2 separate regions of the Gossypium hirsutum genome follow, and region 1 is linked to region 2. The links are chromatin contacts, called in public Hi-C maps. All regions are on one chromosome and are shown on one strand. Each heading gives the region's core, a stretch centred on a gene start, on an enhancer-like site or on the middle of the called end of the contact. The rest is flanking DNA. Distances are from core to core; before and after follow the strand shown. Region 1 has its middle 26 kb from the start of LOC121212878. Region 2 holds the start of LOC121212316 (protein Ycf2-like).

The links. Hi-C and Micro-C count contacts between places; a contact is called where the count stands out from the background.
Region 1: a Hi-C map of seedling shows a contact between it and region 2, with 2.6 times the contacts expected there. The contact joins the enhancer-like site here to the promoter of LOC121212316 in region 2. A contact is called at or near these places in 6 of 34 Hi-C or Micro-C datasets (callus, hypocotyl, leaf and 1 more).

Annotation. Positions count from the first base shown.
Region 1 is chrA13:78,510,971-78,513,916 of Gossypium_hirsutum_v2.1, forward strand. It overlaps the pseudogene LOC107893610. Among protein-coding and RNA genes, the nearest start is that of LOC121212878, 26 kb to the left of the region's middle. Within about 2 kb of position 1,536, at least 5 of the 9 cell types and tissues checked have an H3K27ac peak or open chromatin away from gene starts, as enhancers often do.
Region 2 is chrA13:78,012,933-78,015,761 of Gossypium_hirsutum_v2.1, forward strand. LOC121212316 (protein Ycf2-like) reads left to right here and starts at 1,389. Exons shown (of 1, transcript XM_041084779.1): 1 at 1,389-1,832. The coding sequence starts at 1,389. The coding sequence ends at 1,832.

The DNA.
Region 1 (2,946 bases), core at 286-2,785, 500 kb after region 2:
TTAATTATGATTTAAAATTTTATTATTATAAATTCTAATTAAAAGTAAATTTTATAATTTAATTGTTTTAAAAGATTAAATCAATTATGTAAAATAAATGACAATAAATATTATTACAATATTTTTATTATGAAACCTTTAAATAAAAAATAAAAAATTGAACTGCCATCTCACCTATATTACATTCAATAAACAATTTTTTTATAAATAAAATTTTCTCTCATGTGATAATCTAGCTTAATTTTAGGTTTAAATAAAAAAAAAACTTTTTTCTTATTAAAAGTTGTATTTCAATCATGATTCCATTACACTTTTTTGACCAACCGCTTGCTCCATTAAAAAATTCTTTTGGACACATAACAAAAATATATTTCTTTTCTCTTCCTTCTCCTTCCTCTCCTCTAGTAAACAAATTTGCCAAGCATGAATTACTCATGAGAATATATTCCAACATTGCCAAGATGAAAGGAATTTTGTTTTTGTTCTTCTTTGAAAAAGTTTAAAACTCTTTTTCTTTAGGGTTGGTCCTGATTTCTCAAGCTTTCATTATTTTGCCATCTTTTACAAGACCAAATAGAGAAAATTTCTACCAACTGACAACAGGAAACATTCAAAGCACAAAGATGCATTGCCAAAATTACCTAGAAATCAAAAATAAAAGCATAAAGTCCTTTTCTTTTTCTTTTTGCTTTTTATTGCTAGCTTTGTAAAATTCTTTTAAAAGAACGGTATCTTAATTTCGATAACTTTACTAACAAAAAAACAAACAAAGAATGAAGGCTACAAGCAATGATAACCAATTAGAAGAACCAATAGGGATTTCCACCCTGAATGAATTTAGATTGATCAAAAACAGATTTAGATAAACGGAAGTAATGGTATTTTTTACCTTCTGTTTGGAGAAGGATCAATGAATCTTATTCTATACTTTCAGAAGTGCAATGGAAAATTGTTTTTAACAAGTTTAGTTTAAGATTTAACAGTTTGTTTGGTTCAATGTAATGGTTATATCATTACGGCACGGTTCAAAATTCTACGATGAAACAGATGATTGAAAGCTCAAAACGTTGAATGATTGATTCCGGGTTTTAGGTTTTTGTTGTTACAAGAGGAATTGATGCTTGAAACTTGGTGGAAGCAATGAAAAGATGGAGGAGAAAAAACATGCTTAGAAATCAAGAGGTGAAGAGCGGCGGAAGAAGGGTTTTCAGAACATCCTCGATTGGTGGTTTCTGGCTTAATTTGAGAACATCTTAGATTGGCAGCTGGCGGTAGATGATGGCCGAAGGTGGTGATGAACTTCAACCTTCAAAGCATGAACCAATCATTAGTGGCTACCAGAGATCAAGCTCTCTCTGTTTTCAACCACCCTTTCTCACAATCTCACTATTTCCTTGTTTCTAATTTAAAAAATGGTTCCTTTCTATCTCCCATCAATACCCACACTTTGTTTACCACTCCTAAGCGATTCCAAGCCATCATTGGTTGTTTAGGTGAGGGGAATACACCTGCAAAGACACTTAGACAGATTCTGGGATCGCCTGGTGCTCACCAAGGCCTTGCTTGTTTTGATGGTCTCAGTGCTAAGCTTGTTGAAAGAGCTGGCTTTCAGTATTGTTTCGCCAGTGGTACCTTCTCTTTCCTTCGCTTTCTTTTCCATTTCTTTTTCATTGATTTAGGAATTTCAAGATGTGGGTTTTCTTCAGTTGGACTTGTTGGATCTAAAAGCTTCAATTTTTCTGTTTGTTTGTGATTTGCGTTTCTTCTAATTTTGATGGTTCATGCAAGTTTTGCTTTGAGTTGATAATCCCAAGACTTGTTCTTTGTTTTGAGTTTCTATGGTCGAAGGGTTCTTTAAAATTGGATTCCCCCCCCCCCGGTTAATCTGTTCTTGTTGTTCCATTACAATTTTCTAAGTGATAAATGCAATCTTCTGTGAATTTGTCAGTATTTAGTATTAACTGAGCCATTTCATTGATGTTGATTGTTTCTTCATCCAAGGCATTTTGTTTTACTTATGAATCCAGATATTAGTTTCATTGGACTTAGTTTGAGGACCATATATGAATTCGTAAGGTTTTTTACTGTCAAAAGTTTGTGATTACTACAGTTTTGGTCTTTCTGTTCTTCCTACATGTTGCTTTTTCATTTTACAACACTATTATTTTGATTATTTGAATTTATCCCTTACATAAGTTTGATGCATTTCCAGTATCAAAATCTGAAATGTATGAGTCAAACGATTTTCGCTATCCCATTGCTGAATTGTTTTGAGATGGTATGCGTATTAACATCCTTTGTTGCCATCATTAGGATTTTCCATTTCTGCCGCTCGCCTGGGATTACCGGAGACGGGATTTATTTCTTATGGAGAAATGGTGGATCAGGGGCAACAAATTACTCGGGCTGTATCGATTCCTGTCATCGGAGATGGTGACAATGGATAAGGAAATGCAATGAATGTGAAGAGACCTGTTAAATGATATATAAGAGCAGGCTTTGCCGGGATCATTCTCGAAGACCAGGTTTATGTTCTGAAAAAAAAATGTCATCTTTTGAAATATTTTTATTGCTGTATTGACATTACACAAACACTGTACTGCCATAAACAATGTTATGGTATTCTAAGCAGTTTTTTTTTAGTCTTTGAATTGCTTATTTGGTTTTGCTCGTATTTTGGGGGCTCGGGTTTTTATCAAACTTCACTGTTAGGTGTCCCCAAAAGCTTGTGGTCATACACAAGGCCGGAAGGTGGTGTCCGGAGAGGAAACTGTTATAAGAATTAAAGCAGCAGTTGACGCTCGCAAAGAGAGTGGTTCCGATATTGTTATTGTGGCACGAACAGATTCTCGTCAAGCACTGCCTTTAGAGGAGTCCCTCTGGAGATTAAGAGCTTTTGCTGATGCCGGAGCAGATGTCCTTTTTATTGATGCACTAGCCTCTAAA
Region 2 (2,829 bases), core at 139-2,638:
AATATTATTATATAAAAAAATACAAGTTTGGAGAAAAAAAAACAAACTACATAGTATTACTAATTTTTCCATTTCATTTTTTTTATTTATTTACAAGATTTATCATATCTATAAATAAGAATTCTAATCTTACCCAAAGCTTTGTTATATATGATAGTAAATAAAAAAAATTAAAAATTTGTATTTTTTTTATTTCTTCGATATTTTTCATGTTCGTTTTATGATCCATGTCAAGATTTATGGTTACGTCTCTCAACAATGTTGTCGCCAAAATTCAACTATGGATTCTCCTTTGAGAGTACAATTTGTCTTGCAACAACACCCAACATTTGTTAGTACATTGCTTTATCTTTAAAAATATTAAATTTGATTAACTCAAAAAAGAAAGAAGAAAATTTTATTAATTTAATATAAATATTATATTTAATTTTTTATATAATAACCCCATATATAATTTTTTATATAAATAATATATTTCATAATCCAGTATCTTATATATACATAATTCTTATTTTTATATTAATTGCAAACTATTTCCTTCAATTTATTAACTTTTTAATTTATTTGGCCTCCCAATTTTATATAAGTCATTTTAGTACTTCCTTTAATGTTGCATCTTTTTTAGGCCTTAAATATATTTTTTTATCAAATTACCTCAAAATAGAAGAAAAGTTAACATTATTTTTTTACTTTGTTGATGTGACCGTGTATAACACATCAACATTTAATTATTTTTTAAAAATTTAAAAATTCAAAAAGATTATAAAAATTATTTTTAAAAGTTTAAAATTAGTTGGTAAATTAATAAAAAGTAAGTGTTGACTATAATATGTTGTTTGATAAAAATATTTATTATTTTTTAAAACGTATTTATTTATTAATTTTAATCTTATGAATATAATATTTTATATTATTTGGATAAAATTTAAATATAATAATTTGAAAACTTTATTTTATTTTGAAAAGTAATTTATTTCAATTAAAAAATTAGCATAATATTTTCACCATGAACTAAAACGTTGAGAATTTTATCTACTTATCTTATTCACGAAATTTTTTGTTGAGAATTTTATATTAAGTAAAACGTTAAAATGATTATCAAACATATTGAATGTCAAATACACCCTAAATTTTTTTTAAAATAAAACATGTAAAATCATGTGCAACACATATGACATTAGAAATTAGTAACAAATAATCAAATATATTTATTTCAGAAAAAGCTTTGGTGCTGTTTGATAAACTGAAAAATAAGATTGTGTTTGATAAACCATCAAAGATTTTCATTTTATTGAAAATGAAAAATTTTAAATGTTTTTGATAATAAGAAATCATGTAACGAAGGGGATTCTTATTTGTACAAATGGTACTTCGAGCTTGGAACGAGCATGAAGAAATTAACGATACTTCTTTATCTTTTGAGTTGTTCTACCGGATCGATCTCTCAAGACTTTTGGTCTCTACTCGGACCCGATGAAAAAAATGGGATTACTTCTTATGGGTTCGTTGAGAATGATTCTGATCTAGTTCATGGCCTATTAGAAGTAGAAGGTGCTCTGGTGGGATCCTCACGGACAGAAAAAGATTGCGGTTACTTTGATAATGATCGAGTGACATTGCTTCTTCGGTCCAAGCCGGGGAATCCCTTATATATGATGCAAAATGGATCTTGTTCTATTGCTGACCAGAGAAATCTCTATGAAAAATACGAATCAGAGTTTGAAGAAGGGGAAGGAGAAGGAGTACTCGACCCGCAAAAGATAGATGAGGATTTATTCAATCACATAGTTTGGGCTCCTAAGATATGGCGCCCTTGGGGCTTTCAATATTGATTTGTTAAGATTGATTTTATTTTAAAAATAAAGCATCTCTTCCTCTTCTTTTGTTGTTGTTAAAAAGTGAAATATCCAAATTATTATATTTATTTTTATGAAAAATATACAAAATAAAATAAAATATTAATAAGATTAAATTTAAGAGATAAATAATTAAAAAAACCAAGATTAATTTTACTAAATAATAAATTACATTTAATACGCCAATAACCTCTTAGTTTAGTGATAAGGGCATTAAGTTGCGAGGAATGAAAGTTTGTGTTCGATCTCAAGGAATTCCTTTAAACATGATATGATAAAAACATAATATAAAAGGGAACACAATACGTATATAAATATATTACTTTAAAAATGATTACAAATACAGGAAAAAACACAAAATACCTTTAATAGAATAATTTTCCCTTTCAAACACTATAAGAAAAAAGAGAGTAAAAGTTTAATAGAATCTTAATTTTAAGTAGAAAGAAATAAGTTGATTAGGGCCGGATACATATTTATGGGTCAGACAATGTAAGCTTAGTAGATCTCTGGAGCAAACAAGATTATAGATTTTCTTTTCTTCATTATCAAACTTTCAGACATGGACCACATCTTGACACATGTTTTGCACCATTATAAGAGAACACGTACGTCTTGCCATGATTTTAGAGGCATTCATTTTTTTTTTTAAACTTAAGCACGTCTGTCTCTAGAGCTGCAGGCATTCTCTCACTCGACTTGACTGAATTTAGGTATCTAAATCTGAAAATGATTTCAAAATAACTTTTCCATAATTGCATTGATATATGTATACATAGCCAGAGAACCCTGCAACAAAATCATCCTTGATTAGGACAAGTGTCCAACAACATGTTCATATATAATTCAAAAGAAATTGATCACCTTTAGCTACCTTTCTAGACAAAAGATCGAGCTTTTTCGTCTTCCACGGACCGGGAGTGCAAAAAGGAATTGATCACTCGTATAAAGATGCAATAGCATACCATCAAGT